4 separate regions of the Mus musculus genome follow, and regions 1, 2 and 3 are each linked to region 4. A link is a contact called in public Hi-C data. All regions are on one chromosome and are shown on one strand. Each heading gives the region's core, a stretch centred on a gene start, on an enhancer-like site or on the middle of the called end of the contact. The rest is flanking DNA. Distances are from core to core; before and after follow the strand shown. Region 1 has its middle 13 kb from the start of Gm39331. Region 2 overlaps Gm31432 (a long non-coding RNA gene). Region 3 overlaps Gm31432 (a long non-coding RNA gene). Region 4 has its middle 95 kb from the start of Gm31614.

Region 1 (3,128 bases), core at 101-2,600, 230 kb before region 4:
AGCAAGCTTCAAGTCCAAGGAAGGATTCAATTATTGCAGCATGTAATTTTCTGTTTGCAAAGCTCATATTGTGTATGTAATTGAATGAGAAGAAAATGATAAAGCTTCGAGACTGGACTCGAGGCTAGAGCAAGTGGTTGAAGGAGGAAAGGAGGCATAAAATGCCAGGCTGCCTGAGATCAGGACCTTGTTCCTCGGCTGCCACGGGTCTTCTAAACCTTGCTCTCCTAAGGAGTCAAAGGTTGAAACTGGGAGCTCACTCTTATTGGTTCCTTTGGGGCATGAGAAGGCAGGCTGTTCCAGTCTGAGGATTCTTGTCCAGCTCACCTCCATCCATCCCCTGCTTCACCTCACTGAATCAGAAGCCAGGTCATGGTGTGATCTGGAGAAAGGGCAGCTAAAGGGTGTGTTTTAGTGGGCACTGCCCCAGTTTTAGCCCCAAGGAAAACAGCATTCCGGGCTCATCAAAATGGTTGGTCTCACTGGTTTGAAAAGAGGGTAAACTTCAGAACCATGAACATAGGAATACAAACAATTCCTTCTGATATTGGGCCACAGAACATTCTCCTTGAATGGCATTCTCCAGAAGGCAGCCTCTTGTCCAGTGAGTTATATGGCCACTAACTAGCACTGATGGAAAACATGGAAGGGGGGAGAGGGATACAGACAAAGAAGGCTGGAGAGGACTATCTCCCATCTCTCTATCTCAGCTTGAACAGACGGCCGTAACGCCCCCTGTAGGTGGGCTTTCCCAGCTGCCCACTTCCTTCTGCCAGCCTCATAGCCTCTCTCTCCCTTGTTGGCTCCTAACCTCCCTTCCACTCCACTGCAGCCCTGGAGAATTCAGGATGGGGATCCAGAGACTGACGTTTCAGCAGAGAGCCAAAGGCATGGCTGGGACCAGCTGCCGTATGCCATTTCCTGATCACTACTAAGTCCAACTTCAAGACAAACAGGCAGCCACGCCTGGGAGAGAATGAGAGTGTGGAAGCTAGAGGAGAGGGAGGCAGGGAGAAGGGGAGAGAGGCAGGGGGAGAAAGACAAAGTGAGAGAAGGAAAAAAATCCCACGCAGCATAGCCAAGCCAGTGGCCCAGAATCTCTCCCACTTCTACGGAATCAGAAACACTTATTAATAGCCTGCAAAAGGCAAAGAGGAAGTGTCTCATTGTCTGCTGCTGTCATTCCTCACTCTGACGAGCACTTAAAATGTCAAGACCCCTTTCAGCAGCTATGCACAAAGCAATCAGGCCCTCTCATCGGTCACTGGGATTTTGCAGCCACTGCAGCTCGGTCCCCATGACTCCTCTCCACTCCGTGTTTGGAGACAAGGCATGCTCAGGCACACAAAACAACCTATGTCTTTGGAAGGAATGTGCTGAAGGGGCCATGGAAGCAGGGGAGGGATGGGGCAATGGCTGGGGTGGGGATGTCACAGACAAGGTCATTGCACAGGAATGGTTGATGGCTTGAGAGCCTGGGCGTTCCGTAAGCTGCAAGCTAAAGGCTTACCTTGAACTAGAAGGTGGGAGCTGTCAGCTACCAGGGAAGGAGATTCCATGTGTAACTTTTAGACAACAAAGGATTGCTTTCTGGAGGTAGGCGTTCTAGTTGATCATTGTCTCTTGAGAGCAAAATAAAGCAGACTGGCCTGGAACTGCAGCAGGTGGGATTTGGGTGGGAAAGAAGGAAGGACCTCCTGGTGGATAGAAATAGCTGCGAAGCTGAGTTGAACTGGGAGGGGAAAAAAATCACTTTCTTTGGGGATATTCTTCTCTTTTTATGTTACCTGCCACCTAATGGTTGAGTGACATCCTGGAAGAGGGACGTGTGAAGGGTCCAGAGTGGAGAATGGCTAGGACTTGAAGCTTTCTCCCGCACGTGGCATCTCTTACTGGGAGAGCTTTCTTCATACAGCCAAAGGAAACAAATATCACAAGTTGGAGCCTAAACCAAGCAAAATGCAATGCCTTGGGGCTCTGGAATTTTTATGTCTGAGCCCAGGGTGATTCTTTCTAAGCACGGGGAAGAGACGCGTGCATCATTCCTCTCCTAAGCTGCCACTGATTTTCTAGCATCCGTTGACTTTGGCTTGAGCTGCCTGCATTGCCACATGACCTTCATCTTCTGGTACTTTCTGATACTATCTCTGTGTTCAACACTGCCCGCTCTTCCCCCCCCTCCCCCCCCCCCCGGCCTCCCTGAACACACACACTTTTTGGCAGTGTTGAAGAATGAACTCAGGACCTTGTATGTGTTAAGTAAGTGATGCAATTATCAAGAGATGACCCAGGAAACCTAGGAGTCCCTGTGGTCCTGGCCACACCAAGTCGCACCCTTCTGACTTGTTTCTCAAGTACAAAGCTTTTCTGTAGTGCCCAATTTTGTTCCTTGAAACCACTGCAGTGACACACCGAGATGCTACAATTCAAAGGAGCCCATGACCACTGTAAAGTACCGGAAAGCCACCAAACTTCCTGATCTTCAGGAACGTTCTCTGAAAGCACACACCTGCCACTCCACTGCAGGCTTCCCAAATGACTGTCGGATTTTGCCCACCTCTGCAGAGAGAGATGGCAACGTCCACCTGCTTTGCCTTCTGCTGACCTGACTTTGACCCAGGGCATCTGGTTCATGTTCAAAGATAAATTAGCCTGTTGTTCAACATTTTCCATAATGTCCATCCAATTCAATTAGTTAATAGAATTATGAAATGTCAGGCTGGATGGGTAGAGATAACTCAATGTAACCCATCATTTTTAAAAAATAAGGAAGCCATGCTGAGAAAGGAAAAGCACACAGTAATTCTCTGTGCAGATGCTCTTGGGTTTGGAGGCTCTGGGCTCAGAGGTCTTGGCTAGAAAAGCTTTAATTCATTGAATGCCTGCTGTAGTGGGAGCCCTGTGGTGGTTTGAATGAGAATGGCCCCACAGGCCCCTAGATTTTATTCCCAGCTGGTGGGTTGTTTAGGAAGGATTAGGAGGCATGGCCTTGTTGGAGGAGGTATGTCACTTGGGATAGGCTCTGAGGTTTCAAAAGCTCCCCCCCACACCCCGAGTGCGCCCCCCCCCCCCCGCCTCCTGTCTTTGGATCCAAATATAAGCTCTCAGCTACTTCTCCAATATCATGC
Region 2 (3,144 bases), core at 41-2,540, 220 kb after region 4:
GCCATTTCCCTGACCAAACACCTGGCCACACTCATCAAATGGCTTTTACTATATGTGGAAATGCTCCTGGTACACTATCACCAAGCAGGTGACACAACAGTGTTGCTGCATGAAGCTTCTGTTAAAGGACAGAGATGCAGAGACCACGAGAAAGGGAAGGACAAGGTGAATACCTCAAATGTTAATAATGGTTGCTTCTGGAACATAGAATATGAATGATTTTTTTCCTTTGTGCTTTTCTGTATTTCCCAAAATTTTTACCATGAATATGTATTGCTTTTGTAATCAGAGGAAAGGACAGCACATGGTAATTTTTAAAAGCCTTTGTTGGGCTGCCTGCCCACTTGGGCTTGTAGCTTTTGTGGATCCCACACAGAAAATTATAGAGTCCTGTCTCCTCTAAACTCATCTCAAATACAGGGACAGAGCTGTCCAAAGAGTCCAAGACAATCTTGGGGAGTACAGAACAGCCTTTGACCTCAGAGCAGTCCTGAATGGATGGCCTGCTCAGGATGGAAAAAGACAAGGACATGAGGTAAGCGTGTTTGGAAACCTGGGGTCACCCTCATCTTGCCCCCCATTCTCTAGAAGGCCTTCAATCTTCCCAAAGTGGAGAGAGAGAAAAGCACTTATGCTAAGTACAAGAAGTTAGTCAGCCTCGTGGACAAGGTTAAGAAAAGCTAGTGGGGGGAGGGATGGGGCGGGGCACCACAAGTGGCAGGGTTCAGCTCCACCCTGCCCTCTCTCCCTGCTGATGTCACCACGTGTTTGAGGGCCAAGTCCCGTGATAGAAATGTGCTTGGTAAAGGAACTGGGAAGAGTTCAAAAGATGGAGAGGAGATGGAAAGACATTATCTTGATTTGGATCTCTGGTACAAACACTGGCATATCCTGGGGTTCCAGTGCCAGCCATTTCTTCCCCAGGAGGAAAAGCATCATGGGTCCTGATGACAGTCCCAGCTAAGCATGCTGCTTCTAAGGCAGTGCCAAGCAAGGGTGGTGATAACATCCCTTTGCACTGTTCCTCAGAAGATAAGGTCCAGGCACTGCCTCTGTCTGTGCAGAAGAGATGAAAGTTCTAACCCCCATGCAGCCTGCTCAAGAGCATGTGGGCAATTATCCTACGATTGGACAGGAGAAGGCAACTGAGGGTCAGAGGAAAAAGCAGCAGTGAGCCCATGGACATAGTATATCCAGAACTGCAGCCAGGGGTCCAGACTCCACAGTCAGGTGTATCCCCAAACCAGCAGTTACTTGCAGGAGTTCACTCGCTTTTCAGACAAGGCCAGGCACGTCTAGGGTAGGATGGCTGTAGACTCGCACATTCCTCAGATCTCCAGGGTGCTCTTCCCAGGACAGGGAGGTGGACTGGGTTTTGAAATTGTGTGTCTGAGATCCCACAGCACCCTTCTCTGCTCATGCCAGTGGGCCAAACTCCTCATCCTAGCCCCCAAAGCCTGCAAGTCTGAGAAGCCAGGTCTCCGCCCCGACACAGCTTCACTGCTTCCAAGTCACCCCACCTGATCACACCATGCCCACTCCTTTAAAATCCAAGGCTCTGAAGGAGAGATCCCTGATCAGGGCACGTGGGTCCTGCTTGTCTACCAGCACAATAGGATAACTCTGAGAACGTTCTCCAGGATGCTTCCCCGAGCATGGAGCACACTTTTGTGAAAATTAGAACAGGGTGCCCTCTCCTGGCGGATGAATTAGAACACAAAGCCCCTCTGCCCAGGCTATGGGGGTGGACCTTGGTCCCAAGATTTCAGCCCCTCACTTGGCTCAGGGAAAGGGTCTCTTGTGCTGGGGATACAATGGGATTCCTGCACAAAGACCCAGAGGCTGCTGCTTAATCCTGCCTATCTCCAGCATTCACACACTGTCTCTCAAGCCTGGTCCTTGTTCTTGCTGATCAGGAAGCCTCTGTCCCCTGGCCTCCAACTCTGTCACTGGTCTGGGTTAGATTCCCCCCCCCCCGCAACCCCCCTCCCGTACTCTGATGGTGATGAGGTCTCATTCCCCTGGGGAACTAGAGCACTTTCCCACCCCCAGGAACCCCCCTCGGAGAGCTTCCTTTACTCTCTATTTTTAGTTTCTTGATTGCAAGTGAGAAGTCAGAATCAGAGAATGCTGGGAAACTGTAGCAATAACCAACCCAGCAAAGTGGGTAGCCATGTGGGGAGGGTCAAGGGGGTCCGAGAGGCAGAGATGGCAGCCAGGGTACCCAGGCTATAACTGGGGTGGATAAAGAGGGCAGAAGATGGGCGAGGCATCCTGTCTACGGGCCAGTGGCCAGGGACAGCTAAAATCAAGCCAAAGGGCCACTCCGGACCATCTAGTACAATCCCCTCTCTCCCAGGGAGGAAACTGAGTCACACAGCTAGGGAGGCAGTGAGTGGCTCTGTTTCTGAAGCTTTGTTTTGATATGTATGCAAATTGGGGCTGAGAAATGGGCACTCCCCACCGAACCACAGTCACATCGAAGTACACCTTACCTCTGTATCCAAACCTGAGCTCAAACACCAGGCACAGGCCAGATTCATCAGGCTGCCCACCAGGCTGGGCTGCTCTCAAGCCCTTCTCAGAGAAGAAATGGCTTTGCCTCCACCAAATGCATCCTCTCCCTCCTGGAGACAGGAGCGCTTCCCCGATGTGGCAGGGCACTCCCTGAAAGAATGAACTTCGGTGCAATTGGCAGTTATTGCTGGCAGTTTATCAGTATTAACTGATTAGGCCTGAGATGATGGATCCCCTGTCTCAAAAAGCCCTCTGCCCTGCGCTGCCCCCAGGGGCAGCCCATGCAACCTGGCTGCTCCAAGCTGCCTGGGGGCTAGCCTTCACTCAGCTGCCCCCACTCTGTGCTGCCCTCCCCCAACCCCCAGCATAAGAGACATTTAAATAAATAAAACAAAATTCAAATGAAGACACTAAATCTCCCCGGCGTTTAATTGATGATCATTATGCTTAGGAACCTAAACTCTTTTAATTTCACTGCGATGCAGAGATGAATTATAGAATTACAGTCGCCAATTATCAATCACGCCTTTGCTAGTGTCTCCTGGCTGCCCAGCCAGTTCCTGCTCCCTCTTGCAGGCTAGGGGTTGAAGAGGCAGGATAATGGCACAGGGAAAGTGATTGCAGGAG
Region 3 (2,997 bases), core at 432-2,931, 260 kb after region 4:
CCCTAGCAGAGGAAGCTAGGCCCTCCCTGCTCATTCCTGGCTACTTATTCACACCACAAAACCTGGGTACCCTTGAGTTCTTCTCTTAGTCTCAAAGACTGGAAAAGAAACTTCAAGCTTCGTGCAAAACGGCTTGACGTCCTTATTCAGTCCCCTCTGAACAGCTGTCCACGCTGAGTTTTCAGCTTTCATCTTGACCAGGGACACGACCTATGGCTCAGGCATTCTGAGTCTGATACCTCCCAAGGTCTCAGTCTTGGAGCTCACAATGCCTAAGCCAGCTGCAAAGTGAAGGGCCTCACTACAGCATTCTACACATGACACATCCCAAAACGTACTGGAAAAGTAATTATCAGGCCAGTAAGATGGCTCGGCCAATAAGAACGCAGACCACAAACCCTAATGACCTGAGTTTGACCCCCAGTCCTATATGGTAATAGAAGAGAGAGAAATGACTCCCTCAAGTTGTCCCCTAACCTCCACTTGTACTCTGTGGAGAAAACATACACGCAGAGACATACAACAAATAAGTGGAATTTAATTTTTTTCAATTAAATTTACACCCAGCCAGAATAGGCCAGGGCTGTTAGTTTAACCCCCAGAGTTCATGAACTTGGCTGAGAGTTGTGTGGAATAGGGAAGAAAGGTTCATAGGTTGACAACATGTGAGAAACGGCTAAATTATAAGACATTGTGAACTGGACCTGTCTGGGTTCTAATCGGCTCGTGCTAATCTGAGCAATAGTCTCTGTCTCTCTGGTCCCCAGCTTCTTCATCTATGAGGAAGAAGAAACTGGGACCCACCTAACAGGATGCTGCAATTCATGGGCGTCATGCATTCTAATAAGCAGCTCCAGGGCAAGAGAGACGAGAGTGCTGTCCGACTGGCACATCTCCTCGCAGAAACCCTGGGGCAAGTGCCCATTGTGGACACCATAAAGGACAGTCATGGAGAAGGAGGGTGGCAAAACATTCAAGTAAACAAACACCAACTTATGTATTTATTTAATATTATAATTGTATATGTATGTATTTATATATTTGTTATATTCACAAATATGTTATTATTATTAATGAGAGACTTCGGGGAGCCAAAAGAGTCACTACTACCTAGGCAACAATGTGTCTGGAAGCCCCAGACAGGGTCCTGATGTGCCCTATATATATATTCTTACTGTGGGTCCCCAACACCTGGCCTTCTCACCTTCCTCTGGTAAACAATAGTAACAGCTCTAGGTGGATGAAAGAAGCCATCACACAGGTCCCCAGCTTTTGGTTAGGAAAGGACCCCCAGAGCTGGCTTCCAGCCTTCTAGTCCTCAATATGTAGGGATAGAATGGCTTAGACCAGACTGGAGAGGGGAGAAGAGCCAGGGGAGGGGCTGGCTCCGGCCACTGCAGTCCCACGGGAGGTGCCTGCATATGGCCAGCCAGGCTTGGCAGCCCGAGCACACTAATCCTGCTGTCAGCCAGGCCGGGCGCCGGATTAGGAAATGTCATGTTTCAAAGGAAATTACTTCCATTTTCTCCCCAGGAAGGGGAAAAGGCAGAAAGACAAGCAAACTCCCAGGGTCGTGTACTGGGAGACAGGCCAGCATATGGGCGCCTCTCCTCCCTCCCTAACCCTTCTGCAGATGCCCAGAAGTGACAGCGTTCGCCTTCCAGAGTTCATCTGGCCAAGGACAAATGGATTTCACAGTTTATCAAGAGAGGAAGGGGCGTGTCGATGCTCCTCAGCCTTGACTCACCTTTGACCTCTGCTTTCCCTGCCCATTATGTCACAAGTTCCCTGGAGGACCCCGCCCCCTCATCTGCAGGCTTGGGGCAGTCTCCTGGGATCCAGAAGCCTGGGAGAGAATTCACCCTTGACCCTCAGGGAGGTGCTGGAAGGTCTCCCTGTGGCCTGGCCCTGAGACCCTGCCTCTTATCAGGGGCCCCACACACTATAAGCAAGTCAGAAAAGCTGAAGACAGAAAGAATAGAGCCACCCCCTCCAGATCTCTCTCTCTCTCTCTCTCTCTCTCTCTCTCTCTCTCTCTCTCTCTGCTGTGATTTCGCCACGTCTCATCTTTTCCTGCCTCATTGGAGACAATAGTAAACACTTCATCTCATTGCCGAGGATGCTTCTTAATTACCAAAGTAATGTCACAATATTCCCAATTAATTAATTCTAATCTGGCCCAGAAGAGAGGTCTCGCATACAGTCACCTCTTTGTGCTTCTGGAGCAGAGGACCAACGCTACAGATATGGTGACTGAAGTGTGTTCGTATGGAGTTATCAGATACTATCTGCAATCAGGATGTCACCATACGCTTACTCTTCCACATTCTTGCATATTAAATGAATTTTCATATCACATTTCCCAACAAACACTGCTTCAAGTCAACCCTTATTTATTTAATAACTCCATGCAAATGTTTCAAAGGAAATGTTTCAAAAACTATTACCTTGGGCTGGCCTTGAAGTGGGGAGGGAACTCTCTGGATGGGAAGTGAGGAACTGTCCCTCTGTATCTGCTGGGGCAGAGGCAGTCCTTGACCTTGTTACTATGCTCCTCTACCCCAGGTGTCACCAGTCCCAAGACCCCTGAAGTCTCAGGGGGAGACAGCAACCCTCCTACAATAACCCCCTGCCCCAAACCCTGGCTTTGTCCACTTACAGATGACCTATGGCAGCCTCTCAGCGCTCAGATAGCCTCATGCTTTGGATAACAACCCACTGGTGTGTATGTATGTGTGTGTGTGTGTGTGTGTGTGTGTGTGTGTGTGTGTTTAGAATCAGGTCCTGTGTCTCTGTCATGGACTAGATGATCCCACAGGCCACTGCAGCCTGTTCATTGCTCATGTATGTTTCATATATGAGCAAATGCAGTGACTTTCCACATTTGTATGACATGCTGTGCCCTCCAGGGTGCTCATTTATAAGCAATATAAGCAACACCCAAGCATCTTTGGGGCAAAAAAAAAAAAAAGGTCTTCCCTATCCTGCCCCTTTTTC
Region 4 (3,018 bases), core at 183-2,682:
GAGGTCCTCACTTCCGCATCCTTCTCTTCTCTGTCTTCAGTTTGCAATTCACCCCACCTCTCTTTTCCTTCCCCCCTTTTTAGGGAGGATCACTTTCATTCTATTTGTTTTCTCCTTCCAACCCCACTATGCTGTCTACCCAACACCAGCACACACAGTGGCTTCCCCAGACCTATCTCTCCCATGTCTTCCATCTGGGTAGGAAAGACATATTTTGATTCACATCTCAACCACCTTGTCCCCCAGTAGCCACCTCTCCTGCCTTCCTCTCCTTCCCCTCTCTATACTCTTTCTTCTCTGCTTTCCTACTCTCCCTCCTAACCCTTCTTTCTCTTCTCTCTGCTTCCCTTCTCCTGTCTCTGCAAGCTGTAGTTCAGATTCCCAAAAACAACAGAAGCACCACGCCCTATTATGACTCCCAACCAGGCTGGTGAAACTCTCCTAATCTCAGAGGGAGGCTGCCCATGAATGAAGAAATGAGGCACCAGTGGGAGAAGGGAGAATGGGATGGGGGTGAGGCTGGTAGACAGTCCAGGCTGGGGAGTGGCAGAGCTTGGGAAGATGGCCTCCCTGGCCCCTTGGTTGAGAAGAGCAGAAAATGCTGCTGAGTCACCAGTCCTGAGACAGTGCAGGCTTAGCTGGCAATGGGGCAGGGGACTCTGAACACTGGCTCAGGAATGGAGGCCTCTGGAGCTGCTGGAGACAAAGAGGCCAGTGCAGTATGCCTCCACCTCCCTAAAGGACCTGGTGCCTCCTCTTCACTTCCCAGTGATCCAGGCCAGAGCTTACAGGTCTCCCCTACTCCTGCAGCTACTTGGCCTTATCTCTATTGTGAGCAATTGACCAGGACTTGGATCTCTTGATGCAGAGATAGTCCTAGCTAACCAGTGTTCTGTTGTTTCTAGGGGTCCCTCAGAGAGATCCCAGGGTGCTGGAGGAAGGATATTGTTTACATGCCCCTAAAAGGGTAGGTAAGGTGGCTGGCGCTCAGGCTAGCTGCTCTAGGTGGATACTTTGTGGAAGTCTGGTTAGTGAGTAGGAAGGAATGAACCACCAAAATATACATGCATGCTCCATGCCCTAAGCCAAAACCAGCAGCTAGGAGCTACCTGCAGAAGCAAAGTGCAGAGAAAGTCACCAAGGATACCAGATCCTATTCTGGTCAAATCAGCACTCCTTGCTCCAGGGGGCGCTCTGTTCAAACATCTGCCATCTGCCTCTAGGCACTTTGAGAACAAGGTCCCCCAGAAACAGAATCCAGCAGGAGTCCAGTAACAGTTTGAGAGGTCTGGTCCCTGCCTCTGAAGCCACACACATGCCGCTGAACAAGCCCGGGACCTCAGGCTGATTTGGCACCCTCAGACCCCTCTGGCCATTGCCAGGTAAGTACTCCAAGCAATACATCTATGTAGAGCAAGCCTGCCACCTGGTGGAAAGGCCATCCAACTGCAAGCCGGGGTTTCTCAGGGTGGTTCTGTCCAGTGTCTGGGGTTCCATAGCACAGGCGTCCATCCACCCGCTCCTGATAGCAGTACCTCCACAAGAAAAGACAGATCCCTGCCCCAGTCCTTCTGAAAGTTTTGTCAGTACAGATGAGCAGAAGGTAGGGACGAGAGGAGTTCAAAAGGCTGAGGCCTGTTTGGAGCAGGTATTTGGTGCCTCCTGGTTGGCTCGTCCCTGGACATGAGTGAGGAAGTGACAGAGAGAGGCTGGATTCCAATCCTAGGTCCCTGCTACCCATCAGCGGAACAATTGCCTCCTTCCTTGGACACAGGGCCCCTCGGCAGACACATGGGCAGATGAGTAAGAGGCTATTCCAAGCCTAAGTGTTACAGCCAAGGCAGGCCAAGGAGAATCCATGGGTAGATGGGACATGTTAGAATAATCCCATCCAATGGAGGTGGCCCCATATATCCCAAGTACTTGTGTCTTCCTGTTCCTTTCACACACACACACACACACACACACACATTCATCTAAAAATTATATTTTATTACTGATTTGACATAAAGATTGAGATATATTAGAATATTTCTCTCAGCTTAAAAGTTTCTTTTCCTCGGGCCTTAACAGAAGTTGAAACGATGTTTACTGCCAACTGTGCCTAGTGGAGAAATCAGCCTGTGTCCGTCCATGACATTTAACCCTTTGCAGGAAGCAGAAAACCATCACCACCTACAGGCATTCGTCAAAGTCTCCCATTCTTCTCCAGAAACCCCTGGATTGCCATTACACAAAAACAAGAGCTGGGGGTTCCCCACTCCTAGACCAGCAGCCTCTTCTTGCCCAGCCCTTACGCTGAAGCCAAGCCACCACCATTGCAGGCCACCACCACCACCATCATCATCATTGTAGGCCACCTTCCCCACCATTGCAGGCCACCACCATCACTGTCACTATTGCATGCCACCACTACCATCATCACCGCCGCTGCCACTACCGCCAACACTTACATCAACACTACCATTGCCACCACCATCACTGCCATCACCACACAGCTATCTCCATGACAGTTCTTTGGTCTGCTGTTTTATTAATGCCTAATTTCCAATCTTCAAGAAGAGAGAGAGCCTTAAACCTTCATCCCATGAACCCAGCAATCACACAGATGATCCAAGCATCTCTGGACAGCCTTTAATTTATTTCCCAGTGCATGCAGGCACTGCTGAGACTTGATAGCACCAGCTTAAATGTAATAAATTACTCAAGTACCACAGATTAGTTAATAAAGCCCCAAGCTCCCTCTCTGCCCCTGCTGACTGGGATGGCAACATCAGAGATTCCTTAGAAGATGCCCCAAGTCGAAGGTGTAGAGGCAGGGCCTCCCCATGCCTGAGTGAGCTTCGTGGCCTTCTCGGGACCCTTGGTACAAGATGGAGATTGAAACAGGGACAGAGAGACAGAGGTGCAGAGAACTCTGGGGTGGGTACAGAATCTTCTACTCTGGTCTCAGCATGTCAGTGGGTGTGGTGATCTAGGAATGACAAAGTTTGTACCTGAGCACAGCTTAGAAAATCA

What was found. Hi-C and Micro-C count contacts between places; a contact is called where the count stands out from the background.
Region 1: a contact with region 4 is called in a Hi-C map of the N1E-115 cell line, with 5 times the contacts expected there. The contact joins two enhancer-like sites. A contact is called at or near these places in 6 of 484 Hi-C or Micro-C datasets (the N1E-115 cell line, brain, cerebral cortex and 3 more), 1 of 115 datasets of contacts at active chromatin or transcription factors (embryonic stem cells) and 1 of 9 other capture datasets (embryonic stem cells).
Region 2: a contact with region 4 is called in a Hi-C map of the N1E-115 cell line, with 13 times the contacts expected there. The contact joins two enhancer-like sites. A contact is called at or near these places in 11 of 484 Hi-C or Micro-C datasets (the N1E-115 cell line, cerebellum, cerebral cortex and 5 more) and 1 of 115 datasets of contacts at active chromatin or transcription factors (neural progenitor cells).
Region 3: a Hi-C map of the N1E-115 cell line shows a contact between it and region 4, with 15 times the contacts expected there. The contact joins two enhancer-like sites. A contact is called at or near these places in 2 of 15 datasets of contacts at CTCF or cohesin (both in embryonic stem cells), 5 of 484 Hi-C or Micro-C datasets (the N1E-115 cell line, cerebellar granule neurons and embryonic stem cells) and 1 of 9 other capture datasets (embryonic stem cells).

The regions. Positions count from the first base shown.
Region 1 is chr9:46,967,268-46,970,395 of GRCm38.p6, reverse strand. No RefSeq gene overlaps it. Among named protein-coding and RNA genes, the nearest start is that of Gm39331, 13 kb to the right of the region's middle. Within about 2 kb of position 1,350, at least 14 of the 459 cell types and tissues checked have an H3K27ac peak or open chromatin away from gene starts, as enhancers often do. A contact at or near this core is called in the N1E-115 cell line, where this site is marked.
Region 2 is chr9:46,510,042-46,513,185 of GRCm38.p6, reverse strand. The region is part of intron 1 of Gm31432 (a long non-coding RNA gene); the gene reads right to left. Among named protein-coding and RNA genes, the nearest start is that of Gm22659, 51 kb to the left of the region's middle. Within about 2 kb of position 1,290, at least 15 of the 459 cell types and tissues checked have an H3K27ac peak or open chromatin away from gene starts, as enhancers often do. A contact at or near this core is called in the N1E-115 cell line, where this site is marked.
Region 3 is chr9:46,479,030-46,482,026 of GRCm38.p6, reverse strand. All of the region lies in intron 1 of Gm31432 (a long non-coding RNA gene), which reads right to left. Among named protein-coding and RNA genes, the nearest start is that of Gm22659, 82 kb to the left of the region's middle. Within about 2 kb of position 1,681, at least 40 of the 459 cell types and tissues checked have an H3K27ac peak or open chromatin away from gene starts, as enhancers often do. A contact at or near this core is called in the N1E-115 cell line, where this site is marked.
Region 4 is chr9:46,734,150-46,737,167 of GRCm38.p6, reverse strand. No RefSeq gene overlaps it. Among named protein-coding and RNA genes, the nearest start is that of Gm31614, 95 kb to the left of the region's middle. Within about 2 kb of position 1,432, at least 27 of the 459 cell types and tissues checked have an H3K27ac peak or open chromatin away from gene starts, as enhancers often do. A contact at or near this core is called in the N1E-115 cell line, where this site is marked.